Linked DNA regions of Mus musculus: all the other regions are linked to region 1. A link is a contact called in public Hi-C and promoter capture Hi-C data. All regions are on one chromosome and are shown on one strand. The core of a region is the stretch at or near the end of the contact, and the rest is flanking DNA. Distances in the headings are between cores, read along the strand shown. Region 1 holds the start of Zfp444 (zinc finger protein 444). Region 2 holds the start of Selenow (selenoprotein W). Region 3 holds the start of Zswim9 (zinc finger SWIM-type containing 9). Region 4 holds the start of Mzf1 (myeloid zinc finger 1). Region 5 holds the start of Trim28 (tripartite motif-containing 28). Region 6 holds the start of Zfp446 (zinc finger protein 446). Region 7 holds the start of Rps5 (ribosomal protein S5).

Region 1 (4,279 bases), core at 537-3,036:
ATCTCCCCAGCATCTGTTTTTGGTTTGTTTTCGTTTTACTTTTATTCTATTAAATGCGTAACTTTCAGTGTCCCCTTCTTCTACCTCTCTCTCCTACACTTCGACCCTGATGTTCATTCTCTCTGAATCCATCAATGGTCCTTCAAAAGGCCAGGAATCTGCACTGGGCACTCTGTGCCCTGAGCTGCACAACTCACCAAATATTTACTCAGAGGACAAGGGCTTCGGAATTGGAACCGATTCCAGCTGCGTACCAGCAATGTGTCCTCGGTCAAAGAACAACTGCTCCTTTCAAAGACTAATCTCCATCTCCTTGGCTGTAAAATGGGAGCAATAATCGAGGTTGGAAAGTCAAGTAAAATAAAGAGCAAAAAAGTACCCCAGAGCATGGCTGGAGAGGTGGCTCAGCAGTTAAGAGTACTGGTTGCTGCTTTTCCAGAGGACCTGGGTTCAATGCCCAGCACCCACATGGCAGCTCACAACTGAAACTCTAGAATCAGAGGATGCAGTAAACACATATGCAGGCAAAATATGGATGCACGTTAAAATAAAAATAAATCATTAAAAGAAAAAAAAAGTACCCAGAACACCACCTGGCAATAAACAAACCCCACCTATTGCATTTACTATCAACACACATTAACCCTCCAACTCCTTGTGAGTCATTTACGTAAAGCCACTGTGAAACAAGCGCCCAAGACTAAATTGTAAATTGGAATAGGTGTTAAAATAGCATATAAAAAGGAGTGAAGACTGGCAGTGGTGGCTCATGCCTTTAAGCCCTGCTCTTGGGAGGCAGAGGCAGGCGGATTTGAGTTCAAGGCCAGCCTGGTCTACAGAGTGAGTTCCAGGACAGCCAGGGTTATACAGAGAAACTCTGTCTTGAAAAACCAAAAAAAAAAAAAAAAAAAGTTAAGATGAGTATTTTTGTTTGTTTGTTTTTAAATTCAATTACTTTCACCGGTTTAAAGCTTGGCATGGCTCTCGAGTGTGATTAAGGCCAGCCTGGGCTACAGGAGACCATACCCAAAACACCATCATCAACAACAACAAAAACCCTGAACAAAACAAAAAAACTAGGCCAACGCTTGTAATCTGAGCACGTGAGAGGCTGAGCCAGGAGGATCAGAACCGAGAGATTTAAGTCCCTCTTATCCTGTTAAAACCTGTCTCCAAGCCCCTTCTGCACATTAATGAATTTCGCCTCTCGCGACAAGCTAATGAGGCGGATACGCTTGTAATGAAGAAATACTTATCCTCCAGAACCTCAACTCGACAGAAGTGCGTGTGAACGTGTGACCAGCACACAGGACTAGCCACCTGCACCGGTCTACGCTGCTATGGCACGGTGCCCCTGGATAGACCCCTTCCCGCAATCCTTTTCGAAGAGGTTAGAGGTCCCGGCGCCCCAGGATTTCTCAGTGGGGTCCAACTTCCACTCCACTCTCAGTTTCCAACCATCCCAGGGCTCCCCCTCGAACATCCCAGCCCCCTCCCGCTGCCCAGCCTCCCCAGGCCTCCAACTCTCCCGCGTCTGCATCTCGCGTTCCTCCCGCTCCCCGGCCCGCCCCCAGAACCCCACCTCCAGCCTCCTATCATCCCCCTCCCCCAAGCCGCCCATCCCTCCCTTCCTCTCCCTCCTCCAGACCTGGGTACCCCTCCCCGTGGTCCGCCCGTTCCCCGTACACCGGACTCCCCAGCCCTTCCTTTTCCCTCTAGCTCACCTCACTCTCCTGGGCGAGGCCCCCCAAACAACCTCACCTTCCCGCACATGCGCACAAAGCTCATCGGGACTCCATGCCCCAGCAGGCTTTGCGCCAAATTCACCCGTACTTCCCCGCCCCCACGTCCCCTCACTCTCTACACTAGGAATCGCTAATTCTACCCAACACTTCCCACCTCTCCCAGCTGGAAACTACATCTCCCAAGAAACATCGCGACAAAGCGGCTTTCCATTAGCCCTACTGTGATGAGTCCTGTACGCTCGTGCGTCCCGAGCTAGCCAGAAAACTACATTTCTTAAAGTGTAAAGAAGAAAACCCGATTCCTATTGGCTCACACAGGCGCAAACAGAGCGCTTCTGATTTTGGACTACATTTCCCAGATTTCACGTGGATTTCCTTCCTCTACCATCCCTCACAAGACACCCCGCCGGCTGACTTCTGGCAAACGCGGACGGGTCGGGGAGGGATAAGAGGAATCTGTGGTTTCGTTGTCGTGGAAACCGGGGGAGGCAGCACACTTGGGAGACCCGCCTCCAGGACCTTTAAGCGCCTATAGAGGAGGTCGTGGAGGCTATGCCAGAGTTCTCCTCAGATCAGCAGTGGGAGATCCGTCTCCTTGACAACAGTTGCAGTATCGCCCTCCCGCTCCAGTACTAGGTTAAAGGAAGGTTGAGGCTGGTCAACGAAACCTGACCTCTGAGAATTAGTTCGCTCGTCCCATACTGTCAGTCCACTCTCTAGCCTCAGTTTCCCGTCTTGTGAATAGGAAGGAAAATATTACGTGTCAAACGGCGCTTGTGTAGCCCCCTACGGACACTGAAGCCTCAGTTTCCCTACCTCAGAAAAGGCAAGAAGGTTTTGAGTTTGCTCTTTGTAATATGTATGGGTGTTTCGCTGAGTCGGTGCACCATGTGCTCGCAGTACCCACGGAGGCCAGAAAGCGGCGTGGGATTCCCTTAGACCTGTATTACAGACGGTTGTGAGCCACATGTAGGTGCTAGAAGGACGTCTAGAATAGCTTGTGCTTCGTTGTTAACCTCTTTGTCATCTTTCCAGCCCTACCCCTACCTACTACCCCAACGCACCACATACACACGTACTCGCAGGAGCGCAAGAAGGTTATGAGACTTTCTGTTTACGTGATAGATGGCTCTTACAAGCTAGTGGGGCAGACAGAGACTCTCCCCTCCTCACTGGACTTCGAAAAAAGGTGACATTGGCACACAAAGGAAATCATGTGAAGCAGAGTTGTTATTGTCCTTACCAAATTCGTGGATGGACAATACCATTGCCCTAGTTTCTATTTACTCACTAGTTTACAGCTTAGAGACGGATCTATCCCCACAACAGCTAAACTTAATCCTGTCCCACCTCTCTGCCCTCTCTGTCCCTCATCTTGGTAAGTGTGCTAACCACACAAGCTGCTTTGCTATTTGAAGAGCGAGCCTGCAATACCACATTCTTTTCCTAGTGGTGCTTTTCACATACTAGTTGGATTCTTTTCGTATATGATTTAAAACTTTTTTAAGACGGAGTCTCTTGTAGCCCAGATTAGTCTCCAACTCACTGTCTGGCTAAGGATGATCCTCTGCCTCCGCCTCCAGAATGCCAGAATTTGAAGTGTGAACTACCATGCCCAGCTTTATTTTCACGTTTATCTATATTGGCTTTTTTTTTTTTTACTACATATTTATTGTGATTTAGTGTGTGTGTGTGTGGGGGGGGTATGAGTGTGTATGCGTGTCACAGTTTGTTACATGGAGGACAGTGTGTGTGTGGGGGGGGGTATGAGTGTGTATGCGTGTCACAGTTTGTTACGTGGAGGACAGTGTGTGTGTGGGGGGGGTATGAGTGTGTATGTGTGTCACAGTTTGTTACGTGGAGGACAGTGTGTGGGGGGGGGTATGAGTGTGTATGCGTGTCACAGTTTGTTACGTGGAGGACAGAGGGCTGCTTTCAGGAGTTGGTTCTCTTTCCCCAGGCAGAGACGGGATTGAAAGCAGGATACCAGGCTTGGCTGCGGGTGCCTTTACTCACTGAGCGATCTCAGTGGCCCAATTTCCTTCCTTTGTAAAACTGAAAATTGTAATCTCAGCACGTGGGAGGTGGACACAGGAAGATCAGGAGGTTGAGGTCTTCCCCTCCACTATACAGTGAGTTTGAAGCCAGCTTGGGCTACATGAGACTCTTTCTCAAAAACCTGAGATGGCTCAGCTAAGTAAAAGTGCTTGCTGCCAGGCGGGGCAAGCTTTGATGCTGGCAACCATATGGCAGAAGAAAATAACTGACTTACGTGTGTGTGTGTGTGTGTGTGTACATATATATTATTTAAAAATTAATTTATCAAGCAGGGCATGGTGGTGCACGCCTTTAATCCCAGCACTTGGGAGCCAGAGGCAGGTGGATTTCTGAGTTCGAGGCCAGCCTGGTCTACAGAGTGAGTTCCAGGACAGCCAGGACTGCACAGAGAAACCTGTCTCAAAAAAAAATTATTTTATGTGTATGGGGGTGTTGTACAAGCACTCTTCACTACTGAACCATATCTCCAGCCACTG
Region 2 (4,279 bases), core at 582-3,081, 9.7 Mb before region 1:
GGGGTGAGAGGGCTAAATCAGCATGTGTGAAGGCCCTGAGACAAGAATGTGGCTAAGGTCCCAGTGGTCCCTGTCACTGGGGTGTTGGGAGAAAGGGTCAGAGGGGCCATCCATGCTAAGGTTTGGGATTTTGTTCCAAGGGTGTTGGGAACCACAGGAAAACTCGGGACTGTGGAACATTTATTCTTGACCCTTGACTCAGTCTCTGTTCCTGGTTCTTCCAGACTGACTCTTTATTCCTTTTCAGACTGTGGTCACAGGTCCTCCGTCTCGAGACAGAGAGGCTGCGACACTGAATTTAGCCTGTTGGAGATGCCCAACGAGGACACAGAAGGTTCCTGGTTATCTTCACTGAGTTCTCCCCACCACACACAGCAGATTCTGGCTCTCATTCTTTCCAGGAGTCCAAGTGCATGAACAAGCATCCTTTTAGGGAAATACAGTTTTCTTACTGCTTTTAGGCCTCTGAATCCTCAGTTGCCAACGCACTCCTATGAAGTCAAATGGGGAGTGAATGATTCAAATTTCATTTTTCTGTGGGTAGAATCACAGCCCATCATCTGTGTGCAGGGTAGGGTACTGATGGGGAACCAGAGGGCTAGGTGGGAAAATTTCCTTATTTGGTCCCTAGTTAACCATTGGCGGGGATAGCCGGTTGAAGTCAATTAAAGAAGTCAGGTGACAGATAAACATCTCTGCTGGTGAGCCATCCTTGGTGGTGGTGGTGGTGGTGGTGGGAAAGTAGAGAGAGGGGAGGGAGGGGGTGGGCATGCCATTGCCGTTTGTTCATAGGGTGTGGAGGATAAGAAACTAGAGAGCAAAAAAATTCTGTGGGAATGACTATCTCCTGTTATCTGTCCAGCTTTCAAGGAGGAGAAAGTGAGGCTCAGGAATCCTAAACTCAAATATTTTGTCCACTTTTACCTTTTTCTCCCCCTTGAGACGGTCTCTCATGTCTGTCCTGGAACGCTCTACGTAGGCTAGACTGGCTTCGAACCCACAGAGATTTCTTGACTGCTGGCATTAAAGGCAACGCCTGGATTTTTTGTTTCGAGACAACTGCTCATGTAGCCCAGACTAGCGTCAAACTCCCTGTGTAGCAAGGATAACCTTGAACTCAGTCCTTCAGTTTCTTCTTCCCAAATGCTGGGATTACAGGCTTGTACCACAGCCCCCAGATAACAGTGTGCTAGGGACCCAAACTAGGGCTTTATACATGGTAGGCAAGTTCTCTACCAACTGCGCTACAGTCCAAGCCCCATTCCAGGACTTTCTATATATCCTTCTGCTGGAAGGCAGCTGGAAGGGAGCGGGAAGGCGCAAAAAGAGGGGTTGCATGGTTTTGGGGGTGCGCAGGGGGTCTGTCGGTGGTGAGACAGCTGGACCTAAAGCGCACACTGGGACTCCTAGTTTCAGTTTTCCAGACCTAAGGTTCATTTAGTCTGGTCCAGTTAGCGCTGGGGAGGAGGGATCCATCCCAATTGCCTGTCTCCCAATGCGTCGATTTCCCTGCCCTGCCCCTCTCAGCCACTCTGTAACTGAACTTCAGTCTCAACCAATTCTCTGCCTCGAGCCACCGCCCTGAGGACTGAACCATTATGGCATAGAGAAGGGACGGCGAGGGGCTCTCAGGTTACTGGTCCCAGAGACGCTGTCTATGGAGACAACCCCAGATATCAAGAGAACCCCAGATATCAAGATATCATGGAGTCTTGCGTTGAGGTTCGCGCCCCTGGCCACAGACCCCGCCGTGCTCCGGAACCTCGGTCCTCCCGTAGCTCTGCCCACTCTCCACCCCCGCACTTGGTTTGCTCTGACTCGTGAGGCAGTCGGCTGTGCGCACGGCCCCACGCTCAGAGCTTGAGGTCCTTGTTGCTTGTGGGTCGGGTCCTCGTGTTGTGCGGGGATGCGACGTGCAGCTATGGCGCTCGCCGTTCGAGTCGTGTATTGGTAAGTCCGGGTGACTGCAGTTCCCCCTTTTCCTGCTCCCGGCTCGTTGTGCCCTTTCTCTGCTCCCCAACCTTTGTGCCAGGAGACCCTCTCCCACCCTTTTCTTTGCCCCTCCCCCTATCTACCAGGGTCTGGTAACCGAGTACGATGACTGTATTTCAGACCCAAAGGGAGGGATTTCCAAGCGGGTGGGATGGAGGTAACAGAGACTTGAGCCCGATCCCTGGCATCTGACATCTGAGTGACATCTCACCAGTGAAAATGGAAACTGATACTTGGGGCCACTTTGAACACGTGACTCAGCGCTGAGGGGAGGGGAAGGGTAGCATCGGGTTTCTCTGGGGACCTTTCCTTCCCGACAGGCTGTTTCCCTTCCCCCTCACTGAGCGGCATGAGTTAGAGAATACAAGGTGTGGTGTAGTTGGGGGTTTACTCATAAGCGCTGTTGGGAGGTCTGGGGATGTCCCGTACCTGGATTGTAGTGTGAGTTAACAGTGGTCGCACCTCCCAGTGTGTACATGAAAAGGGCGAACTGAGTCACGGAGTGGTGGTGTTGATGCACACTTTTAATCCCAGCATTCGGAAGTAGAGGCAGGTAGATAGTTCCAGGCCAGCTAAGCTGCTTGTTAGAGGCAACCGGGGTGATGTAGTAAGACCCTGTGCCCCGAAAAGAAAAAGTAATATAGGATAGATTGTAGGGTGAGGGTGTAGCTCAGTGGTAGAGTGTTTGCATGAGATGCACCAGATCCTGGGTTCGGTTCCCAGCAATACAAATAACAAAACAAAAAACTCTTACTGGTTTCTGATCAGTGAGTGCCGGTGCTGTTAACCCCAGTTCTTTTCTGGCCTCAGTTTCCCCTTCTGTAGTGTGAAGGAGGTGATGATGTTGGTTAGTTACCTGCCAGCGCTATTAATTGTGCCCCTGCTAGAGGCAGGCGTAGAAAGACCAGCCATTTTCTCTTGATGACTTTTTCCTCCATCTGCATCTGATAATCAGCTGGCTTGCAGTAAGTGATTGAAAAGTGCTTGCTGAATGGATTCTGCACCCCTGAAGTCCATTGAGGGGCTCTCCAGCCATTCTGTCTCCATCTTACAGGGGAGGAAACTGAGGCTGGAAATGAGGCAGGGCCAGCCTGAGGTCCTACTACCGATAACCCTGTAACTTGAATCTGGGGTCCGTGGTCCACCTAGCTGGGTGTGGCCTCCTCCCTCCCAACCCCCTTGAGGGGTCTGATCAGGCCCTAGTTATCAGGATGTCTTTCAACAGCCTGCTTTGATAAATTGAGGCTCCCATGAGGCCACTGCACCAGATTCCAGGCCCAAAATGGCCTGAGGTAGGGGACATGGGGTTGGGGAGCTTATGTTTTGTACTGGGTGCTGGAGAGAGCTTGGATTCCTGAGTGACAGCCAGGCGGGGGAGGGAGTGGGTGGGTGAGATTCTACTGAGGCAGCATTTGTCCTAATTTACTTCCCTGCTTCCCTCCCCATTGGCATCTCTATGTGGAACCTGTGATCTCTTTGCCATCCCGCCTCTCCATCTTGGCTCTTTTGTTTGGGGTGGGCTTTCTATGTATCTTCGCACTGTCGCACACATCTCTCTGTGTGATGAGCACATCTTCCCCTCTTTTGAGGGTCTTTGTTACCTCTGCGTTCTCATCTGGATCTCTGTCTCTCTTTACCTTCATCGCACTGCTATTGCCTGCCTCCCTTGGGTACCTGTCCTGCCTTGGATCCATGCTGTCTTGGTGGGCTGCGACAACCCTGGATTCACCTGACAGTGGAGCTTGAGGCTATAAGCCCAAGGTGAGTGAAGTAGGTCAGGGTGGGTAGGGTAGGGGGGTTTGCTGGGCCTGGCTGTGATAACCCCACCCCCACCCTGTACCCTGTCTCCAGTACCTCCAGCTCAAGGAGAAGCTAGAACATGAGTTCCCCGGATGCCTGGACATTGTGAGTCTTAGAATGGGCATAGGATCATGACGTGCCTTGTTTGTCCCTTGGGACTGGGAGGCAGTGGGAATGGGTTAGGCCAATCCTCTCTATCCTTTTGCCCTATGTTCTTCACTCCCTGGGATGTGATGGAGAAAGTATCCCAGAGAGGTCATCTTAGCCCCGTCTTAATGCCTTATTTTCTCAGTGTGGCGAGGGGACTCCCCAGGTCACCGGGTTCTTTGAAGTGACAGTAGCCGGGAAGTTGGTCCACTCCAAGAAGGTAAATCCGAGTCCTGCCTCGTGGGGGTTGGGTGGGGTGTCAGTGTGGGTTGGTCGGTGTGTGGAGATTAGTTCAACTCTCTTCTCTGCCCCTCAGAGAGGTGATGGCTATGTGGATACA
Region 3 (4,279 bases), core at 991-3,490, 7.1 Mb before region 1:
GTCCAGCGCACTGAGGGAGGTTTAGTGCATGTCTAACTTCTGTCCGCTAGATATCAAAAGCAGATTACAGAACCCCTAAACTGTCAGAACCAAAAATGTCTCCAATCATTGCCACGTTTCCAGGGGGCAAAACTGATGACTGAAAACTACTACATTAGGGATCCACAGCCTGCAATTAATTAACTAATTAATTAATTTTTCCCATTTTCTAGACTACTCAACACTAGGAAATTTCAACTTCAGGTCTCCCTCAAGGTCTTCTCAGAAAAGGCAGCTATGAAGCAGAAAACCCAGGGTTTTAGAGAATGAATTATGTGGACACTCCCTCTTGCAAGGAAGAGGGATGGCAAGAATCAGGAAGCTCAAAACACTGAAGAGGCTCAGAAAGTTGTAAGACTCACTAGCCCCTCCCCAAGGTTTACATAAGTAGTTCAGCAATTGCTGAGGGTGAGGGGTCTCTTCAGTGGAATTGCCTGCAGGTTGAGCAGATAGCTCCAGGGATGCAACTTTCAGAAGTCATCACCCATGCTGAAGTGAGCTTAGGAGTGATGTAGTTGCCTCTGATGCATCAGCTTTCCTATAGGTAACACCATATAACTCAATTGTTTTACTAAGCTAAATTTTGGTGGAATCATTTCTTTGGCTTGTCATCAATGCCCTTATCTGGGGTGAATGTTAGCTCTCATTTTCCCAGGAAACATCACAACACAAAGTGCCTTGAGCATGGCAGGGGCCTTACATAATACTTCTCTGCATGTTGGCAGCAGAAGTCTCTCCTTTCCTCTCTTGCTCTTTTTTTCTCATCAGTTGTACCTGAAAAAGAAATCCAAAGACCAGCTAAGGATATTGGCTGTGCCAGAGACTAAGACTTGGGGGAAAGGGGAACACAACTCTTAAGGAAATAAAAGAACAAGTGTATTCAGGGACTGCCGAGACGGCTCAGTGGGTAAGAGTGCCTGCTGTTAAAAAGAGAGAGAGAACATGAGTTTGAATCTCCAGCACCCATGTTATAATAATAATAATAATAATAATGTCAGGCAGGCATGGTTGTACATGCCTGTAAACCCAGCATTATGGGATAGATACAGGTGGATCTATCTTAATGGTGACTGCTCTCCATAGAATGAGAAAATTTTACTGACATTTATTTTTTTTCACATTTTTATTCTTTGAGAGTTAAGTTTCGTTATCTGCCCCCTTCCCCTTTATATTACTGAAGATAGAACCCAGGCAGGGTCTGTTGCTGCTAGGAAAACACTGTACCACTAAGCTATATCTGAAGCCTTCCTTGGCTGCCAAATGCCAAAGGCCAGCTTCCCTTTCCAAATGTCCATCCTCACCCTGACAACTTCCCTCTGTCCTCCCTGTTCAAGTTTCTCTGCCTCTTCAACTCCATATACACTAAGCAACAAGACCTGACCCTCCCCTAAGTGTCTGCAGATCTCCAGTCTTATCCCATCCGTGCCCCTTCTGGCAGCCAAGCTCACCTTTTCCCTGGCTCCTGACACTCATCGCGCCAAGCTTCTCTAGTCTTCAAATCGGACCACTATCTGACCAATGACGTCACCTTGCTTTCATTACAAGCGTCCCATAACACCAAGCATCCCACACCGATTGATAGCAGGCGTCCAGGGTGAAACACCACACTCAAGCCTTCCTTTCCGGCCCCAGGCCGCCCCTCTTCTCTTGGCGCCACTAATTCTGATGGCCACGCCCACCGCCAGGCTTTCTCCCTAGTCACGCCCTTCCAAGCCGCCACCAGTCCTCCGCAGACACCAAAACTCCTGCGGCCTTGGTCAACCAGTCAATCAGTCAGCCAGTCAGCCAGTGGCTCTCCCTGTACACGGCTCCTTGCTGCCCTCTCTCCTGCGCCCTCGGTCGCCGCGACGTCCCCATTCCCGTTCCGCTGGCCGCACCCGGAACCTGCAAAGCTCACTGGCGACAAGCGCTCGGCACTCTCGCCGACCCCAGCCCCAAGCCCGTGCCCACGTCCCCACTTGCCTCTCCAAATCACTTTGCCGGACGCCGCCACACTCGCTCACTCGCTCGCTCGCTCGCTCAGAGACGCAAACCCGAAATCCCCAAATTCGCGCCACACAGATTTCGCGCGCACTTTGGCGGGAGGGGGCGGAGACGAGCAAGGGCGGGGGCCTGCGAGTAGCGCGTGCCGCAACTATCGCCCGGAGGCTGCTGGGAGTTGTAGTCTCTAGAGCGTGAGGCAGCCTAGAAATGGGACAGAGTGGGGAGAGGGAGGGGCGCTGTCCCGCACAGCATGCTGGGAAGCGGCCCCAAGCCTGTCCTCCCTGTGGATGAGCCGGTGAGCCTGCGAGGTCGTAAGGGTGACAGTCGGGGAGAAGAGAAGGGTTGGTGGAAAGCCACCTTGCCAGGCACTAGGGGAAGAAAGGCGGGATACCGCGCGGGGCATCCCGGGAGCAAGGGCCGGGCTGGGCTTGGGCGCGAGGCATTGTGGGAGGTGGACGCCGCTTTGGGTTGGGTAGGTGAGTTGAGGGGGAGGGGGCCGGAAGGGTGCACAGCTTTAGGAGTGGAGAAGCACCGCTATGTGGGATGGTCAGGCCGGGAGGAGCAGCGGAGAGACAGGTTGAGAGAGTCTCGAGAGGTGGGAACTGGATAAAAGGGGCTGTGCAAGGGACAAGAGGCTCAGCGGGACGTGGGGGCCCGGGGGAGCATTAGTAGTGAAGAAGCCCATCTGAGGACAAGGCGCCGTGTCCAAAACGAAGATACACATTGAGAATAGTAGCAATTTCTGGGAAGAGGGGACTGCAACTTGGCCCAGGAGGAGAATAAGTCTTAGGAGTATGGACCAAAGATGACTATTGGTGACACTTCTGAGTTGAATTTGCCACAAGTGGGCCACACCCCTGTAGGCGAATGATCCCTGACTGGACATGGGCAGCACATCTGGAGATAAGAGCATCTCTGGGAAGCAAAAAACACAGATCAAAGTAGCAGTTCAAGGCAGTCATATCTGAGGGGCAACAGCTGCACATTTGATACACCTAGGGAGAAGAAAGGTGTATGAGGATTATGACTGGGATGAGAGATTCATGCCTTAGCTATGAGAGTAGATATGAGTTACACTCAAATGTAGACTTGTGGGAAAGGGAGCTACAGATGAATGGGACTACTAGATATTATCACCAGGCATAGGACTCACATCTGGAAGAAGGAGAAATCTTAGCAAGAAGCTGGGAATACATTTGCAAAGATGCTCACAGCTGAGCTAAAGGCAAGATATGTAGAACTGATTCCATTTGTACCTAGAGGTCACATCTAAGGCAACTGGAACTAGGATTGAAATTGATTAAATGCCAACTGAATCTGGGAAGGCAACAGGTGAACCACAAAAATGGGATGGAGATTCCTATCTGGAAAGCAAACAATGAAACCACTTTGATTTGTCTGAGACGTACCTGAGGCAGCAGTAGCTGATAAGACAGTCTGATGATGAAATTGTGGTAACCCAGGTGGAGATGGGTCTGATGTCCAGCTCTTCTCCCCACTTCTACTCAAGGTCCCAGGATGGAGCTGACAGAGCCCTTACCGAGCGCAGCCGTGCAGAAGGAGGAACAGGAATTGTTGGATCGAACTTTCTTCTCTTGGGCTGAGTTCAGCCGCTTCTTCGACAAGTGGTGCCAGCAGCGACTGGTAGTCTTCTCGGTGAAGAGCTCCACACGTGTGGCACGAAGCCCCTGGGCCAACACGCCCCCACTCTACAGGCTTATCCACGTGCTCAAGTACAGCTACGTGCTGCTGGTGTGCAAGGATGTGCGCATGCCCAACAAGTCCACAGCGTGGTGCGTGAGCCTGAGCTGTGACCCTACAGGGGGAGGGGAGCAAGGGGTGAGCCAAACAGCTTCCAACCCACAGGTTTAATACCAGGGAGAGAAGCCCACTGATTCTGCCAAGTACAGAAAAGCCAGGCAGGACAGATTCAAGGAAGGATACTTACTGAGATGGAGTCTGAGCCAGGAAATAAATAAGACTCAATACAAAACAACCCAGACTTGATATACAGGGTTTAGTAGAGGCCATTGTAGAGAGTGAGAGGCATACTGAAACAAGCCAAAAGACAGGGGAGAATTGATTGTCCCCCAAATACCAGAGCCAGCTAGCGAAGTTGGTGGGCCAGGTCTTGCACATCTACAAAAAGCAGCCTGGAAGACTGAACTGTGAAGAAAGCCATAAGAAAGGAAGATATCTCCAGTCAGTGTAGAACCAGATCCTGTTCTGGGAGCTGGGGTTATTTTAGATTAAAATC
Region 4 (4,279 bases), core at 926-3,425, 6.9 Mb before region 1:
CCCAGGAGCCACTGAAGCGCAATCAAACCACTGCAGCTTGCTGGACCTGATGCTACAAGATTTATTGTTTTTATAATGGGGCTCCAGCTTCAGGCTGGTTCACTGCTCAGTGCTTTCTCTTATTTCTCCCTTTTCCGGTGTTAACAGTCACCACCCAACAACTGGGAGGTAAAGGCAAAAGGGTCTGGTGTTCAAGCTCAATAGCTATACAGTGAGCTAGAGGCCTACCTAGGCTACTCCAGACATTACCAAAAACAAAAGACTGGGCACAGTGGCCATAGCACAGGTCCTTGGAAGGAAGAGCAGGGTGATCTTTAAGTATGAGGGTACTCTGTTTACATAGAGTTCCAGGATATCATAGTGAAATCTTGTCTAAAATAAATTATTTTTAGATTAGAACCACAACTCTCAAGGATGTGTCAAAAACTTATGTGTTGCAGGATATCACACTGTAAACCCCAAGGTTGTGTTATTTATTGGGGTTAAAAAAAAAACTGTTTTTAGTTGTGGTGTGGTTCCGCCATAGCACACACCTTTAATCCAAGAGCTTTCTGCTTGAGTATTGTAAACAGGATTAAATAAAGTCAACCATAGGTCAAGAAGCAGAACAAGAAGCCAGTTGACAGAGACTGAACATAGACATATTAAGAAACACACACATACACACGCACATGCACACGCACATGCACACGCACGTGCGAGAGAGAGAGAGAGAGAGAGAGAGAGAGAGAGAGAGAGAGAGAGAGAAAGGGAACCCAGAGGACAGATAGACATTCAGAAAGTAGAAGTGGGGGAGGACATTCAATGTGAAGGTTTCTTGGGACAGAGAGAGAGATTTGCGGTGGAACTTCAGCTGAGAAAGAAGGTCACCTGGGTGCTTTTTCTACCTCTCTGAGCTAGGTTTTCACCCCAGCATCTGGCTTCCACTACCTCAAGGAAAACAGAAAGGTAGCAAAAGGTAGTTTCAGGAAGATGCAACAAATGAATCTAAATGAATCTGAAATAAAACAAAAGGTTAGGTGTAGGGATAAAGAGATATTTAGCTACCTTCCAGGTGATGGCTGGGCAGAACTCATTTGCAACCTGTCAGCTTCTTTTTTTGTTTGTTTGTTTGTTTTGTTTTGTTTTGTTTTCCAAGACAGGATTTCTCTGTATAGCCCTGGCTGTCCTGGAACTCACTCTGTAGACCAGGCTGGCCTCGAACTCAGAAATCCGCCTTCCTCTGCCTCTCAAGTGCTGGGATTAAAGGTGTGCGCCACCACGCCCGGCTACCTGTCAGCTTCTTGTAAGTCAATTTCTACCAGAATAGTGTTACGACTTCAATCACAGATTTAAAAAATGGGGGAGGAGAGGTAATGTTTAAGTAGTCAGGTGTCGCAATATTGTTTGGTAAATGATGCTAGGAAACTAGAGGACTGGTCCCCGTCCTCTTTCTGGTGTGTTGTCATTTTTTGTGTGAGTTTTCTCTGAAAATGTTTCCCCCACACGCACATCTAATTTTTTGTTGCCATCCCTCAGTCTTTGAAACCTATCAGTCCGTTTTACCGTATCTCTATTAACATCTTTACTATATCTCTAATTTCTCCCCACTTACCTTTGTACTCTGGGTTGGCCCCTAGAGTTTCGATGTCTCACTTTCCTAATCCCAATCCCTTTCTGCTTCTCTCTTCTTCCTAAATTTTCTGACATGACTCAGGTTCTAACTCTGATTCTAATGACTAACCCTCCCCCCTTTTCATTCATACCTATGTGTGTTCACTTATATTCAGTCTCTCCTAGCATCCAGTCTCCCCCTCACAATTTTCCCACCCCTCTCATCCTCTCCCCCGACTCTGTATGGGGCTATCTCTGCCTTCCTGTATAGACATCTCGTTGGGTATTTGTGTCCCTGTCCCTTCCCCTTGGCTTCGCCACAGATCCTGACCTTTCTTAAACCAAGTAGTGCGGTCGTTACCTAGGATACCACCAGGTTTGGTCCCTTAGTTACCATGGAGTCCCGCTCACTCCTACCCACCGCGCAGAAATACAAAAGAGATCCGGTGGTGCTGCGTTTGCGCACCCACACAGCACCCTCCAAACTACGACTCCCAGAAAGCATTTTGCTAAGCCTTTCTTTCAGTGGTTCCGCAGGTAGCCCAGCGGACGCTCTTTTTCGAACCCGTCGTTGCCATGGAGACGGGGAGACGGCGTCCTAGTGAGAGCGGTGATTGGTGCAGAACCCTGCAAATCCCTGGAAGGCCGGTAGAGAACTGACATTTAAAAAAAAAAAAAAAAAAAAAAAGTGGTGGGGGCATGCGCAGTCTGGAAGGTGGTGCTTGAATCCGTTGCCCCCCGAGAGGATTGTGCACGTCGTCGGGGCCCTGACGCCTGAATTCGTGGCCGGGAGTGTGGGAAGAGACGTCCAGGAGTGCGAGCTGATTATTGCAACCAGCGCAATCCCCTAGGGACGGGAAGAAGGGTAGAAACGGAGGCTGGGGTGGGGGAAGGGCAGAAGGGCTTGGAGCTGCGCGCAAAGCAGTCTGGGATATGTAGTTTGATATGGAGCAAGCGAACGAGAGTGCGCATGTTCACGAGGGCACAGCCTCCCTCGGAGCATTGAAGGAAGGCTGGGAGTCCCTTCACCTCAAGGCCTAGGGAGGAGTCTGGGTAGAGTGGACTCTGGGATTCCAGCTGTCTAGCTAGACCCGGAGCGCCGGTAGGGGGTCCAGGAACTCCCAGCAAACCGGCCCTGTGCTGACGCGCTACCGCGCTGATCGCCACAGGTGCCACGGCGACCGGACACATTGGCACCCTAAAGCGAGGATGCTCACTTAGACTTCTGGGAAATGTATTTCCGGAACCTCTTCTTGCTTTATGGCTGTTCCAAGTTTCTCTCAGGGTTTCGAGTTGACTTAGCACCCTAAAGAGCAGAGGTGTAACCCACAGAAATCAAGCTGCCTCTAAGCTGATGCCACTGCAATAGTAAATTTAGATTTTCACAAAGTCCCAGTTGCAGAAAGTATCATGGGAGAAGTCAGTCCTTTTTACAAGTGAGGAAACTATAGCTGACATAGGCACAGCAAAAGTAGTACCCTTGCAGACTGTTGGTCTAATGAGTTGAGAGCCTTTAAGGGTACCCAGAAGTCCCAGTCACCTCCCAACCAACTAAACTAGAGAGCTGAAGACTTGTATCGCTGTTGGATGTGATGAGTTGGCTTCTGGTATTGGAGATATATGGAAACCTGTTGGCCTGAGAGAAGCTGAGATGGGGGATTGGGTGGAGTAGGGCTGTCCCCTTGATACCACATTGGGAAAGGAATGTTGGGGCCTGAGAGAGAGGCCAAGTCCAAGACTGGGTAGAAAACATTAAGGGACTTGTTTGTTCCACCGCAAAAGGCTGTCCACAGGGACTCTTATTGGGAGTCCAGGAGGAGGCAGCAGTGGTACTGATGTCTGGGTGCAAGTAGAGATGCAGCTATAGAAAAGAATAGGATGTAGGGAAGAGAAATGTTTCTAAGCTTAAGCAACAGCCTGTATTTAGAACAGAGTAAGCTACCAGACACTATATAGGCCCGGCGGAAATGAGGTCTACAAAGCACATGGCTCATATAGAGTTCCCACGGATCTCTGGGGTGTGGCTGGCCTGTCAGTGCCTGTTCCCTCGGGTGTCCTCTTCATGGCGAAGGTCTCGGATGAAAGGACACAGCATGGCACTCAGTCAGCATTCGCTGCCCCTGGCTGTCCTTATTACACATGCCTTGTACTATTCCTTCCCTAGGGACAGACACTGGCCTCAAAGACCGGATCTGGTACTCCTGATGAGACCCACTGTGCTGGGCTCCTCGGGCTGTGCACCCCCAGAAAATGAGCCTGCTCTGGTGAAGCTGGAGGACTCTGACAGCGACGATGAGAGAGAAGATATATTGTGGGACCCAGGCCTTGAGGCTGCACGTCTACGCTTCCGGTGCTTCCGGTATGAGGATGCAATAGGTCCTCAGGAAGCCCTGGCCCAGCTCCGAGAACTGTGTCACCAGTGGCTACGCCCAGAAGTACATTCCAAGGAACAGGTGCTAGAGCTCTTGGTGCTGGAGCAGTTCCTGGGTGCACTGCCCCCTGAGATCCAGGCCCAAGTGCAAGGGCAGTGGCCAGGCAGCCCTGAAGAGGCTGCTGCCTTGGTTGACAGACTTCGATGGGAGCTTGATGGACCTCGGAAATGGGTGAGTCAGAAACGGAAAAGACGGTCAGGGCTGGAGCATTGTCATGTTTTGCCTCACTCTAGAAGTGCCATGCCCAGCCAGAC
Region 5 (4,279 bases), core at 1,240-3,739, 6.9 Mb before region 1:
GTGCCACAGGAAGGCAGAATCTGAGTTAAAAGGCCAGCCTGCTCTACAGAGTGAGTTCCAGGACAGCTAAGAGTTGCCCTGGAGGGGTTGGGAGAGTCCAAGGCCAGCCTAAGCAGCGCCACCAAAATAGAAAGTAATAGACTAACAAATCAGTCCCCTTCCTACCCAATGCTAATCCAATCAAGGCTGTATTAACCAAGCCCAAACTATGGACCACTAAAAGAGCAGTCCTGCATCTCTCATCTATCCTGTAAGTGCAGCTCTCTTCTCATCCCTCCTGATTCCTCACACCCGCCTCAGCAACTACCTTCCACTATCTTAACAAATGTCCTTAGCTGGGCAGTGGTGGCTCACACCTTTAATCCCAGCACTTGGGAGGCAGAGGCAGGCAGATACCAGAGTTCAACGCCAGCCTGGTCTACAGAGTGAGTTCCAGGACAGCCAGGGCTACAGAGAAACCCTGTCTCGACACCCTCCCCCCCCCCAAAAAAAAAGAGAGAGAGAGAAGAAAAAAAACTCTCCTGACTTTTTCTTTGGTCTAAAGCCAGGTGCCAGAGAACCACCAACTGCAAAGATGGAAGTCACTTCGTTCTAGCCTTTACTAGCTGCTTATGCTAAGTGACCCACTACCAGGACCTACACCCCTCCATGAGACTTCCTAGTACCAATGGTAGCAGATGCCCTACACACCCTCTGCCTGAGGCCTTTCCCTTTCCACCTAAACCTCCAAAGTCTGCTCCTGAAACCCAAGCATTTCTGAGTTCTGTGTCAGGTTCCTGAAAATCCTCTTTGTTCTATCCATCAAGTATGCATTTTAGTCAACCAAGACAGAGGCAGTTCCAACAGCCTACAAATCCAACATACCTGTGGAGCGCACAGTGTGGTCCTTGGTGTATTTCACCCGCTGGTGAGCCTCCACACAGGTCTCACAAAGTGGTTCAGAGCACTCCACACAATAGCTAGTGGCTGGGGCATTATCTTCACAGCTAGTGCAGCACTGTGAGTGATAGAAAGGTGGGGGGTTAGAACAGGCAGACCTAACCCAGCAGACCTGTATTTACTTGCCAGTAAACACAAGCTAAAATTCATACAATGCACTCAAATCTGTGCCGCCCTCCCAGACACTGAGACCGCATAAGGATACAATCCAAACTAGTGAAGATGGTGAGAGGCTCTGGAAAAGGTCACGCTTCCCTCTTCCCCAAGATTTCCCACAGGACATACCTGGTTAGCATCCTGGGAATCAGAAGAGGCCTTACTGCCACTATCACGCATAAAATAATTCTCCACGATGTCTTTGGAGTAGCACTGCTGTTTGCACACTGGACAATCCACCACTGCCAAGATAAAAATGGGAATGCATGCACACCCTCTGATTTCTTGACATCTCCCATCACATTCTGCACCTCGGTGTCCAGACCTGGTAACGGGCATTGGCAGAGGCCAGGACCCGTTCCCCGCCCCCTCTTAAACCAGCAGGCCTACTTAACCCTACCCGGGCCCCCATACTCTCGCACAGGCGCAGTCCCGAGCACGGGCTGCGAGGAGGGGGAGGGGCACCTGGCCACCCAGTACTCACTAGCGCCGTCGCCCGCCGAGCCGCCATCCCCCGAATTATTCGCTGCGGCGGGTGTAGCGGGGCCCAGGCAGGCACTGCAGGCCGAATGTAGACAGGGCAGCAGCCGAGGATCCCGCTCGGGCCGCAGGCGCTCGCGACACACGCCGCAGTGCTCCAGAAGCTCCTGCGCCTCGCCACCGCCCCCCGCAGGGGACGACGCGGCTGCAGAGGCCGCCGCGGCTGAGGAAGCAGCCGGACGCTTCTCACCGCCCGCCGAGCCCTCGCCCGACCCTGGGCTACCAGAGGCCGCCGAGGCGGCCGTCGCGGCCGAGGCCGCTGCAGTCGCTGCCGCCGAGGCCGCCATTCACACGCCGCCGGGGGGGTGGGGGGGCCGCCCAGGGGAGGAGGGGCACGGAGCCCGCTGCGCAGGCGCAAGTGCGCTCGCCGCCAACGGCCAGGCAGCCGCCGATGCCGCGAGGCCGAGCGCCGCCACGCGTCTCCTGGGCCGACGCCCGCCGCGCCCCAGGCGCTGTCGAGATGCGGCCAAGCCGCTGGCTGCGGGCCTCTGTACAGACGACGGCGCCGCCACCAGCGCCGCCTCCTCCCTCGCTTCTGAGACACTCGCGCCGCAAGACTTGCGAACAACCGCCTGACCGCGCGCCGCTCGCAGAAAGAGCCGCGGCCTGGAGGCGGGACAGAAATATCTGGCGCCGACGACGCCGCGCACGCGCGTTGGGCACCGCAGCCTGGGGGCGGGGCGCAGATTACGCACGCGCCAGGGCCCTCCCTTCCACTCGCTGCCGCCCCTCTAGATCCAGAGTAGCAATGCTGCTGGTGAGGAATTCACCCGCAGAGTGCGTGCTTGACGTCTCCCATGCCCACCGCACGGTGCACCCAGGCTGGCAACCCGCGTGCTTGAGCGCGCAGGTCCTGCAGAGCCGAACCTTAGGCCCCGCCTCCTCAGCAGGCGTGGCGACGTCTGCAGCGGCAGCCTGGCCTATAGTCGGGGAAGAGGGGCGGGACAATACAGGGTGGGCGGGGCCACGGCAGAGCAAAGCGCCGGAGCCCAGGTGGAGGGGGTGAGGGGGTCTTTGCCAGGAAGTTCCCGCCGAACGTGGAGGCGGTCTTAACCCAAACTTTCTTATTGTTAAACTCGGGAAGCAGAAAGTTGTCCAAGTCAAACCGCAGATCACAGAGAGATACTGCGAAGCCATTCTGTAAAACTCTGCCCAGTCCTTCGAAAGCCCCTTCTGTGTTAGTCCTCTGCTATACTGATTTTAGTGTGATTTCTTTTTTCTTTTTTTTTGTGTGTGTGTTAGGAGAACTGAACATTTAACGCTAAGGAATTAAAGTTGGATCTGATTGATAAATCTTATCTGAGGGAGAAATAAGACCTGGGGAGGAATCTTGACTGAGGAGCTGGACCTAGGTTGAAGAATCTGATCTAAGGTAGAGGATAGCAGGATCAAGTGCGGCTAAGCGTTTCATCTCAGAAGCAGGATCAATGTGAAAAGGCAACCTGTCCCCCTTCCCAAACACTGCCGTGCTGAGAGTGGATGCCTCTGCAGCCTTGCAGTGCACTGGCAATCCGTTCGCCAGTCTGGATCTGGGCTACAGTGAGTTGTTGCCCGCAAGCAGTTCCAAGGCTCTCAACGGCAAGAGGCTACCCCTTCCGCGCGGAACCAGGTGTTCACCCACGTGGCAGCGGAGAGACGAGGAGTATCCCGCCACTGTCCCGGGTGTGGCCTTTGTTCCCAATCAGGCTGGGGGCCCAAGGCTTTGCCCCGCCCCAGCCTTTGTTCCTTCCTCGGCAGTTCAGCGCTCACCCTTCGGCGGGCCACGCCCCCACCAGACCCAGCCTCTGGACTCTCACTTCCTACCTCAAGAAAGGAGGGTATGATCTGGAAGCTGGCAAAGCAAGCACGGGGTTGGGGGGCGGGGGGAGTGCGGGCTCCCCGTAGAAATATTTGCGGAGTATTTTCACGGACTGCTGGGACTGGACTCACCAGGATAGGGTGCCTGTGAACCACGCCTACCTCAACCCCGGGAGCAGACTTTAGGGTACCAGAGACACAAGGGCAAAGTAAATAAGTGATGGGGCCTGGGAATTTGAATGGGTGGCAGACCGCTTGCTTGCCTAGGCTGTACGAAGCTGTATCCCCACCACACCAGAACCACGGCAAGGGGTGGGAAAGAGCGGTGATGGAGGCCTGTGAGACGGCTCAGGAACACTTGCCACCAAGCCTGACCACATGAGTTTAATCACCAAGACCCCAAAGTACAAGGAAAGAACCAACTCCCTCAGATTGTCCTGACTTCATGCTCAGTCTGAGGCACGTGTGCGCATTCACTACACATGCGATTTAATTTTTTGTTGTTTTTGTTTTGTTTTCAAGGCAGTTTCTTTGTGTAACATCCGTGGCTGTCCGGGAATTCGTTCTGTAGCGTTCTGTAGACTCAGCTAGCCAACTCACAGAGATTCACCTGCCTCTGCCTCCTGAGGGCTGGATTAAATGCTCACACCACCATGCCTGGTGAATTTTTTAAAAATAAAATAATAATTATAGGTATTGGTAGAAGTAACTATCCAGACACTGTCCCCAAACAGGAAAGAAAATTTAGACAGAAGCGAGCTAAGACTCTGAGGTAGGACAGACAGATGCGGTATAATGCAGGTGCTTGTAGAAGAGTATGAGTCCAAGTATAGCCTGTGCTACATAG
Region 6 (4,279 bases), core at 592-3,091, 6.8 Mb before region 1:
CCCACCCCAGGGATTTGAAGTTCACATGTTGCATTCCCTCACCCATCTCCTGCCCATCAGCACTGACTTCCTCCTTCACACTGCAACTGATCTGGGTAGATCGATCTATCCCGGCCTTCAGCGGTGCCTCCGCAAGGCCTGCCTTGGAGGACTCCGTTGCTGCTGAGATGTGGTGACTCCCTGAGGACTCCTTCTGGACTAGAGGAAGCATCTTTGGCTTCAGGATGTGGGCTGTGATCTGAAGAGAATCATGTCACAGGGGCTCTCCCTTCGATCTGTCCTTCTAAGAAGCTAATGTCATTTCACTCACCCAGCCCAGCAGCTGCCCAGGATCATGCTGCAGCCCCTCAACAAGAACTGCGGCCTCCTCGGGGCTTCCTGGTCGCTGCCCTCGAACCCAGGCCTGGATCTCAGGGGGCAACACACCCAGGAACTGTTCCAAAATCAGCAACTCTATTATGTGTTCTTTGGAGGATGACTCAGGCTGTAGCCACTGGTGACACAACTCTCGAAGCTGGGCCAGTGCCTCTCGGGGTCCCTCAACCTCCTCATAGCAGAAACCCCGGAAACGGAGTCGTGCAGCCTCAGGCTCCTCAAGGGTGGTCCTGGAGTCTCTGAGGGATAGGTGTGGGGTACCCCGAGGAGATGGCATTCTTGTTTTGAAGGGTCTTTTTGGAGGTGACAGAGGGACCTACAGAAAAGGAAGAATGTCATCTAAGGTCAGAAGACACACACCAGACCCCTCCTAGAAGCCGGAAAAGAGAACCCTGAGGCCAGGAGAACTTCAAAGAAGGTCATGGGAGGTGCAGCCCCACAGCAGTTGAGCAGCTGTATTTTGTTTTGAAGATAAATGACTGGGTGGAATGTCCAGGGACCTTCTAGAAAACTGCAAATGACGGGCTCAAACATTTGGGTACAACACAGGGCTCCTGGGAGATGAAAGTGGCTCATCCAGTAGACAAAGGGTCAAGCAGGACACGGAGGGAAGGGGGGTGGGACCATCATCCTGGGTGACCTGGAGCCCTGAGGCTTCAGACAGGAGGCAGACCACTGTGCTAGCTGAAGAGTTGGCTCTGAGACACAGGTACAAGACCTGGGGCAGAGCTGAAAGCCTGGGTGCATTCTCAGGAGCTTATTATGGGTTGGGAGGCACAGCTCGCTGATCGCAGCTGAATTGTGGATGCCTCATACTGCCTCAGCTTACTACGCATGTGAAACCCTGAAACAAAAGCCAAAATCAAACAGCCCCGTTTTGTGTGGAGTTGTAAACTGGAACCTGTGTCCCAGCTCTTAAGATTCTGGTTTTAAATCGGCTCTCTTGGGACATCCGTCCTGCTCTGGAGAAACTCAAGAGTTGGGGTGTCAGGCTCTGACACAGGAAAGGGGTGGGTCCGACGGCTGGGAGGTGCTCTCGGTGATCCGAGGAGCCGGATTATGAAGCTGCGCCCGCCCAGCTAGGAGTGAGCTCACCTCTGACGCGTGGGAGAGCCCCAGGAGGTTGGGGCACTTCCAGGAAGTGACACCGAGCACGTCCCACTGCCACTCAGAGAACGCCCCGCCTCGCGCGTTGCCCTACCAGCCCGGCCAATCCTGCATCTGCTCCGCCGGATCGGCCCCCTTCGCTCGGACTACGTCTCCCGTGAGCCTCAGCAAGAACGACAGCACGCTTCCAAGGCCTCTCACGCGCGAGACTCTTCGCTCCTCTCCTTGGGGTCGCGTTGCTGCAGAGTTCCGGGGGGGGTTCCCACTCCTGACTTGGCAGCCGTTCTTCTCTTGCAACCGCAGCCGTAGGACTCACGTAGGACGGAGCCGACTGTGGGTTAGCCTCCTTACGCATGTGCGCAACGGACCTGGTTTCTATTGGCCAGAGAGGCATCCTGACCAATCAGAGCTAGCGCTCCCGGAAGGACTCTCGCTCCTTGTGTCTCCTAGGTAACAGCTAGCGCACAACTTAGGGCCTCTTGCTGTTCTCTGAGTTAAGCTGTAAGGGTCCCCCTGCCTCGGAGAAGGCCTAGGTGGAGGCTCCTTGGCCTCTTGAGTCCAGACTGTTCTAGACAATCCCGTTGGGAATCCAGGTGAAAGGCGGTGGTGGGCGAGAAAAACTCAGTATGGCCTCCATCGGATCTCCGTTAAGCTCCCTGGATATTGTGGAGACAGTAGGCCTACAGGTGAACAAGTGCTCAGAGGAGGTAACCATGTAATTACCAACCCTCACTAATAGTCTTCAGATAACATTACTGAAAATAAGGACGGAGGTTTCTGATTAAAATTACGAGGTATACTCAACCCTTACTTAGGAGGATGTAGTTAGACAAGATGACTTATATTTATTTTTTTTCTCCCAATGGGCAGTTGATGGCATTTTGTTTGTTTGTGGGGGAATGGGGCCTTTAAAGAATAAAAGTCCTTGGCTGTCCTGGAACTCACTCTGTAGACCCTACTAGCTAGCCTGGAGCTCACTCAATAGTTCTGCCAGTCTTTCTCCCATTCGCTGAGATTAAAGGCATGGGCCCCCATATCCGACAGTTAGAGGCTTTTTAGCTTAATTGCAGATGGGCTTAGTTTTATTTCCACATATCAAGTGGCTGGACTGTGATATAAACCATTCAATCCTGAACTCGATCTGCCTACTTGGGTTTCTTCTGCTACCCAGGAACCTTCTCCTTGGCAGCTACTGTAGAGAGCAGCGGTTCTCTACATCCAAAACTCCTGAGCAGTTCTGTCGGTAGAATTTGTCTTTTACAGATTCTCTGGACACAACTCTCACCACCTACCTATTGAGGAGAAGCGCTAAGGGGGCCTAAGGGGGTTCCCAGAAAGCTCTCTTGGAAACACCTTTGTTCTAGTGCTCACCTCCCTGCTAGGCTGGTTTCTAAGCCTTCTATGTGCCACAGGATAGACCTGGTTGAGTCTTGTGATGGTATACATCTTACCCCTGGGCTTGACATGACCATTACCATCTTTATTTCTCCCTTGTTCAGGCCATTAAATCTAAGACCACATATTTAATAGGTAAACTATCATTGAGCTAGCCCCAACTCAGTCCTTAATTATAATGGTTATATTAGGTTGGCCAATGTAACCATGAAACATTTTATCTTTTGAGGCAGGATCTAAGTTCCCCCAGGTTAGCCTCTCAGCTGTCTTAAAGTAGAGGGCCTGTGGTGACCTACTGACCTAGCTCTTAGGGTAACAAAATAAAATTTATAACAGATAGCTAGGTCTATGGTACTGGGGTGTTCAAGTTTCCTCTTGGATTGGGGAGACATTTTGGTCACCAGTCGTTCTTGCCTAACTGTGTGTGATCTTTTTTTTTTTTTTAAATATTTATTTATTATATGTAACTATACTGTTACTGTCTTCAGACACTCCAGAAGAGGGCATCAGATTTCATTTCAGATGGTTGTTAGCCACCATGTGGTTGCTGGGATTTGAACTCAGGACCTTTGGAAGAGCAGTCAGTGTTCTTAACCACTGAGCCATCTCTCCAGCCCATGTGTGATCTTAGAAATGATAAATTTTAAGGTAAAAAGTTGATTAGGGCACTCAGGAGGCAGAGGCAGGCAGATTTCTGAGTTTGAGGCTAGCCTGGTCTACAGAGTGAGTTCCAGGACAGCCAGGGCTACACAGAGAAACCCTGTCTCGAAAAACAAAACAAAACAAACAAAAAAAAGTTAATTAGGTTTGAGATTCTTCAGTCACCCATCTTCTTGTAAATGTTCCAGCTCTGGGGAGGAAGGGGAGAAGCCTTCCCCAGTGGCAGTGTTACAGCTCTGAAAGGAAAGGTATCCTGGAAGTTGGGAGCCAGGAAATACCACAAAGTCACAATATACAACAAACCTCAGACAAGAGATTTATTGGGAGGGAAAAACTCAGAAGGTGGTTGTATTTCAGGTGAGAAGCAGCAGAGAACTGAGCAGAAAACAGAATATATATATATATATATATATATATATATATATATATATTTCTCATTTATTTTATGTATATGTGTTCACTGTAGCTGTCTTCAGCCACACCAGAAAAGGGCATTGGATCCTATTACAGGTGATTGTGAGCCACCATGTGGTTGCTGGGAATTGAACTCAGGACCTCTGAAAGAGCAGCCAGTGCTCTTAACAGCTGAGCCAACTCTCCAGCCTGAGCTTGGGCTTTTTACTCTGTAGGGAGGAGCTTGGCCCCAATGTAGCTGGAGGGGCGGATCCAGCCATTAGGGCCATCTGAGTGTTGTGTGGGCAGAGCTTGACCACTCTCACTCCTCAAAGGGTTGACGCTTGTA
Region 7 (4,279 bases), core at 660-3,159, 6.7 Mb before region 1:
CAGTAACAATGTGTGTTGGCCTAGCATGTGAAAAAGCCCTGGCTCTAATCGCTAACACAAAAAGGATTGCAGACCTCCCCAAATAAACTCACAAAGTAAACTAAACACTCACTAGACAAGACTGAAAATCTTTTAGATTAATGCCTAGGTCCTGCTGTTTCTTTTTCCCTTCTATTTTGGGCATGTACGCAAGTCAGGGGACAATTTGCAGCTGTCAGTTCTATTCTTCTACCTTGGATTCAAAGGATTAAACTTATATTGTCAGGCTTTGTGGTAACTGTCTTTATAGGCTGAACCACCTTACAAGCTCATTCTGTGGTATCTTTACAGACAGTAGACATACTTTAATTCCTTTGAACAAAATAGACAACTGGGCCGAAAGATATAGCTGAGTTGGTAGGGTGCTTGCTTTGTAAAAAGCCCTGGGTTCAATGTCAAGTAGTGGGATAAACTTGGAATGGTGATATATACCTTCAATCCCAGCACTCGGGACAGAATGCAGATATTAGCTTTTTCCACTAGACAGGGTTTCAGGCCAGTCTCAGCTATATGAGATTACCTCAAAATGGGTTATGAGGGCAAAGCAAATAGCTCCCATACTAACTTAGCCATAACAGTACCCATAGCCAACTGACATTTTTCAGGGGAGGGCAGCAGGGAACATTCATAGCACCAACTGGTCTCATACTCAAATTCCTCTTGCTGTAGGCTGATAGCAGCTTACCAACTGCTTTTGACAAGGGTGCCAACATGGTTCAGTTGACTAAAGCCATCTTTTCAATTGATACCCACTAACTGAATATACAAACGAAAGGGGACATCAAGTCAGGTGTAGTGGCACATGGGAGACAGAGGCAAGATCTCAAAGAGCTCCAGGCAGCCAGCAAGGGCTACACAGCAAGACCCTGACTCTGTCTCAAGAGACACACGATTAGAAAAATACGGGATAAAAACCACACTCTAACATCTTTTAGTGCCAGTTTGTATTAGGCGTGGGTGTAGCTGTCCAGTTATTGCTCTTCTACCTGTCTTGTACATCCACTGGTTGTTTTATGCCCTTTTCTGAACTAGAAGCTCATCCACACCTGGTCTCAATTAAAAAAATCATCACAAAGAACAATCATTAAGTTCCTTTTACCTGCAGAGAAATATCGTTGATCTGCACGTCATCAGTGCTCCATTTCCCAAAGAGCTTGATGTCAGGGGTCTCTGCCACCGCTGGTGTGGCTGCTTCCCACTCAGTCATCCTGGGGACAGGAGAATGGCAAGAAACCGTTACTGCCTAGACATGCTGGAGCAGTCACTCTGACCCCAAACTCTTCAGACGAACTCTCACTTTGTGGCAAACTGGGACATGAAGGGGAGACCCAGAAAGCTTTGAACAGCTCTCCAAACCCAGGAAAACCACTCAGGATTCTAAAGTAACTCGGCAGTCACCCCGCTAATCAGCTGGTACATGGACCACAGTATGATGGTTCATGAAGCCGTATACTCATCAGCTCCCATCAGATTTCCGTTGTGCACTTAGAACGTGTACTGAGCAAAAGAGTCATCACAAAACTAAGCAAACCTAGATTTATGTTTATGGTATATGACCCAAGTGATTTCCCTGGAGTCCCGTGTGTGCAAAGTATGAAGTCAAAACAGTGCAAACAAGAGGCGAAGACTAACTCGGCCCGTGCCGAGTTTCCCTAGGCACCCTTTTTCGCAGAGAAACGGTGAGATCCAAGCGGTCACGCCCAGGCTTCAGGTTCGGCCTCCGGCCCCCCAGATGTGCCTTAGAACACTCATGGTCACCTCTTCTGAACTCCGTGTCCCTCCGCAGCCTCACCTGAGGGCGCAGACTGGGCTTCTCAGTCGCTCGGCGTGGACCACGCGCCGCCCTGATACAGACAGGAAGAGGCCGCGCGCAGCGGACTAGCGCTTTTATGCAAAGCGAAAACTTCCGGGTCAGAGGTAGAGACGCACGCGCAGATGAAAACAGCGTGCTCACCAACCAATCAAGCGCTAGGATGAGAGGCGCCCTTTGAGCCGGGTAAAGCATGCGCACTTTTAGAAACAGCGCCACGCCCGTCTTCTGGCGGACCTCTGAAGTACTAGCTAGGCTTCTGAGTCGGCGCACATGCGCAGAAACTTTGGTGAGACCGACGCCGCCATATCTAAGTAGTGCTGACGTCCAGTCCACGCTCTCCGTAATTAGGCTGCAAAACCCAGGAACCATGGACGGTGGATTCTTAGCTAGGGCAACCAGCTCGGCTCACATTTTCTCACCAAAATAATGGAGTCGGGTCCTGTGGTTACCACCGATCCGGGTTCACAAGCACGGGCCCCACCCTCTCCCCTCCCGCAAGCCATGCTCGGCGGGTCCCAGGCTTCCGGTATGGGATCACTTCCTTTTTAATCACTCTGGCCACGCTTGTCTGGGCTTTTTTTCCTCAGGTTCAATCGCGGACAGTAGATTCCGACCGCCATTCGTGAACCTCCCCGGGGAGGGATACATAGAGGGGAGTCCTGGAGGGGTTGGCAGCCCGGGGATCTCCTAGGTGACTTACTTATCTGAGATCCCAGTGATTTGGTACTAATAAGGGAGAGACCTTGCCAGCAGGTTCACCCCCAGGGGTGGGTTTGTTTGTTTGTTTGTTTTGGAGACAGGGTTTCTCCTTGTAGCACCGGCTGTCCAGGAACTCGCTCTTTAGACCAGGCTGATTCATCTGCCTCTGCTCCTCCCAACTGCTGGGATGAAACATAAGGAGAGGAGGGAGGGGAGAGGAGAGAAGAGGAAAGAGGGAGGGAGGGAGGGAGGGAGGGAGAGAGAAGAGAAGAGAGAGAAGAGAGGAAAGGTGTCAGCAAACATAAGGAGAGGAGGGAGAGAAGAGGAAAGAGGGAGGGAGGGAGAGAGAAGAGAAGAGAGAGAAGAGAGGAAAGGTGTCAACAAACATAAGGAGAGAAGGGAGGGGAGAGGAGAGAAGAGGAAAGAGGGAGGGAGGGAGGGAGAGAGAAGAGAAGAGAGAAGAGAGGAAAGGTGTCAACAAACATAAGGAGAGAAGGGAAGGGAGAGGAGAGAAGAGGAAAGAGGGAGGGAGGGAGGGAGAGAGAAGAGAAGAGAGAAGAGAGGAAAGGTGTCAACAAACATAAGGAGAGAAGGGAAGGGAGAGGAGAGAAGAGGAAAGAGGGAGGGAGGGAGAGAGAGAGAAGAGAAGAGAGGAAAGGTGTCAACAAACATAAGGAGAGAAGGGAGGGGAGAGGAGAGAAGAGGAAAGAGGGAGGGAGAGAGAGAGAAGAGAGATTCTCACCCCGTTTTCTTCTCTATATCTCAGTTCATACCTTGTGTGTGTGGAGGGAGGGAAAACTGGGATTTCGGGAATCTTACCTAATTTTATCGTTGTTGTTGGGGGTATCACCCTACTTATCTTTGAAAGCTGACATTGCACTACAGTGATTGATAATGGATGTTTTTATAGACTCCGTATTACCTACTAGGTGACAGAGGGCAGATGAGGGGCTCCTGAATATGGGCCATAGGTTAAGAGAAATGCTGTAGCCGGGCAGTGGTGGTGCACGTCTTTAATCCCAGCACATGGGAGGCAGAGACAGGCGGATTTCTGAGTTCGAGGCCAGCCTGGTCTACAGAGTGAGTTCCAGGACAGCCAGGGCTACACAGAGAAACCCTGTCTCGAAAACCCAAAAAAAAAAAAAAAAAAAAAAAAAAAAAAAGAGAAATGCTGCAGAAATTGATTTGCACAGATAAAATTAAGTTTGCTTACCAGCATTTGGGAGCTGGAAGCAGGAGGACCAGAAGTTCGGGGCCACCTTCCACTCCATAGTGAGTTTATGACCAGTTTGGGCTACATAAGATTCTACCACAAACAAAAACAAACAAACAAACTCCCAACCAAAACCAATAGCATTGTTATTAGTATTTTGAGACAAAGTCCGATTATGTAGTCATGGCTGGCTTTCAAATTGCTCTTTAGACCAGGCTGACCTTGAACTCATTGATCTGCCTGACTCTGGCTCTCTAGAGTTGTGATTAAAGGAATGCATCGTTACAATCAGCACCCTTAAAATTCTTTAAAAAAAATTTTTCCCCGTAAGTAAAGCATGTGTACATGGGGTCTAAGAAGGCCAGAAAAATGTGATAGATCCTTTGGAGCTGGGGTTATGGTGGTTTATAAACCTGAGGTGGGTGCTAGGGATGGAAACTTTAAGAATGACTGCTGAGCCATCTCTCCAGCTCCCACCCTTAGAAATTCTTGGAAAGAGCCAGGCACTTGGTGGC

What was found. Promoter capture Hi-C pulls out the DNA fragments that hold promoters and counts their contacts. A called contact is a pair of places that touch in the nucleus more often than the background predicts.
Region 2: a promoter capture Hi-C map of frontonasal cranial neural crest shows a contact between it and region 1. The contact joins the promoter of Selenow here to the promoter of Zfp444 in region 1. A contact is called at or near these places in 2 of 39 promoter capture datasets (cranial neural crest and frontonasal cranial neural crest) and 1 of 484 Hi-C or Micro-C datasets (rod photoreceptor).
Region 3: a contact with region 1 is called in a Hi-C map of B cells, with 6 read pairs. The contact joins the promoter of Zswim9 here to the promoter of Zfp444 in region 1. A contact is called at or near these places in 1 of 39 promoter capture datasets (cranial neural crest) and 1 of 484 Hi-C or Micro-C datasets (B cells).
Region 4: a contact with region 1 is called in a promoter capture Hi-C map of pre-B cells, with 4 times the contacts expected there. The contact joins the promoter of Mzf1 here to the promoter of Zfp444 in region 1. A contact is called at or near these places in 4 of 39 promoter capture datasets (cranial neural crest, hippocampal neurons, maxillary cranial neural crest and 1 more) and 1 of 484 Hi-C or Micro-C datasets (CD4 T cells).
Region 5: a contact with region 1 is called in a promoter capture Hi-C map of pre-B cells. The contact joins the promoter of Trim28 here to the promoter of Zfp444 in region 1. A contact is called at or near these places in 3 of 39 promoter capture datasets (cranial neural crest, frontonasal cranial neural crest and pre-B cells) and 4 of 484 Hi-C or Micro-C datasets (CD4 T cells, the G1E-ER4 cell line, cortical neurons and 1 more).
Region 6: a contact with region 1 is called in a promoter capture Hi-C map of pre-B cells. The contact joins the promoter of Zfp446 here to the promoter of Zfp444 in region 1. A contact is called at or near these places in 3 of 39 promoter capture datasets (cranial neural crest, frontonasal cranial neural crest and pre-B cells) and 1 of 484 Hi-C or Micro-C datasets (B cells).
Region 7: a contact with region 1 is called in a promoter capture Hi-C map of pre-B cells. The contact joins the promoter of Rps5 here to the promoter of Zfp444 in region 1. A contact is called at or near these places in 6 of 39 promoter capture datasets (cranial neural crest, embryonic stem cells, frontonasal cranial neural crest and 3 more).

Annotation. Positions count from the first base shown.
Region 1 is chr7:6,170,020-6,174,298 of GRCm38.p6, reverse strand. Zfp444 (zinc finger protein 444) reads right to left here and starts at 1,786. Exons shown (of 4, transcript NM_028316.3): 1 at 1,725-1,786.
Region 2 is chr7:15,919,923-15,924,201 of GRCm38.p6, reverse strand. It overlaps Selenow (selenoprotein W), which reads left to right and starts at 1,831. Exons shown (of 6, transcript NM_009156.2): 1 at 1,831-1,950; 2 at 3,729-3,753; 3 at 3,844-3,897; 4 at 4,085-4,159; 5 at 4,256-4,279. The coding sequence starts at 1,922.
Region 3 is chr7:13,276,682-13,280,960 of GRCm38.p6, reverse strand. It overlaps Zswim9 (zinc finger SWIM-type containing 9), which reads left to right and starts at 2,240. Exons shown (of 5, transcript NM_177312.4): 1 at 2,240-2,317; 2 at 3,533-3,815. The coding sequence starts at 3,541. Lig1 (ligase I, DNA, ATP-dependent) reads right to left here and starts at 2,135. Exons shown (of 29, transcript NM_010715.3): 1 at 2,002-2,135; 2 at 740-813. The coding sequence starts at 756.
Region 4 is chr7:13,052,660-13,056,938 of GRCm38.p6, reverse strand. Mzf1 (myeloid zinc finger 1) reads left to right here and starts at 2,175. Exons shown (of 6, transcript NM_145819.2): 1 at 2,175-2,458; 2 at 3,758-4,196. The coding sequence starts at 3,798.
Region 5 is chr7:13,022,362-13,026,640 of GRCm38.p6, reverse strand. It overlaps Trim28 (tripartite motif-containing 28), which reads right to left and starts at 2,489. Exons shown (of 17, transcript NM_011588.3): 1 at 1,580-2,489; 2 at 1,225-1,337; 3 at 865-997. The coding sequence starts at 1,922. It overlaps Gm31649, which reads left to right and starts at 2,052. Exons shown (of 1, transcript XM_006540453.4): 1 at 2,052-2,933. The coding sequence starts at 2,096. The coding sequence ends at 2,641.
Region 6 is chr7:12,975,410-12,979,688 of GRCm38.p6, reverse strand. Zfp446 (zinc finger protein 446) reads right to left here and starts at 1,841. Exons shown (of 6, transcript NM_175558.4): 1 at 1,577-1,841; 2 at 311-691; 3 at 43-238. The coding sequence starts at 1,837.
Region 7 is chr7:12,919,941-12,924,219 of GRCm38.p6, reverse strand. Rps5 (ribosomal protein S5) reads right to left here and starts at 1,909. Exons shown (of 6, transcript NM_009095.2): 1 at 1,832-1,909; 2 at 1,139-1,247. The coding sequence starts at 1,246.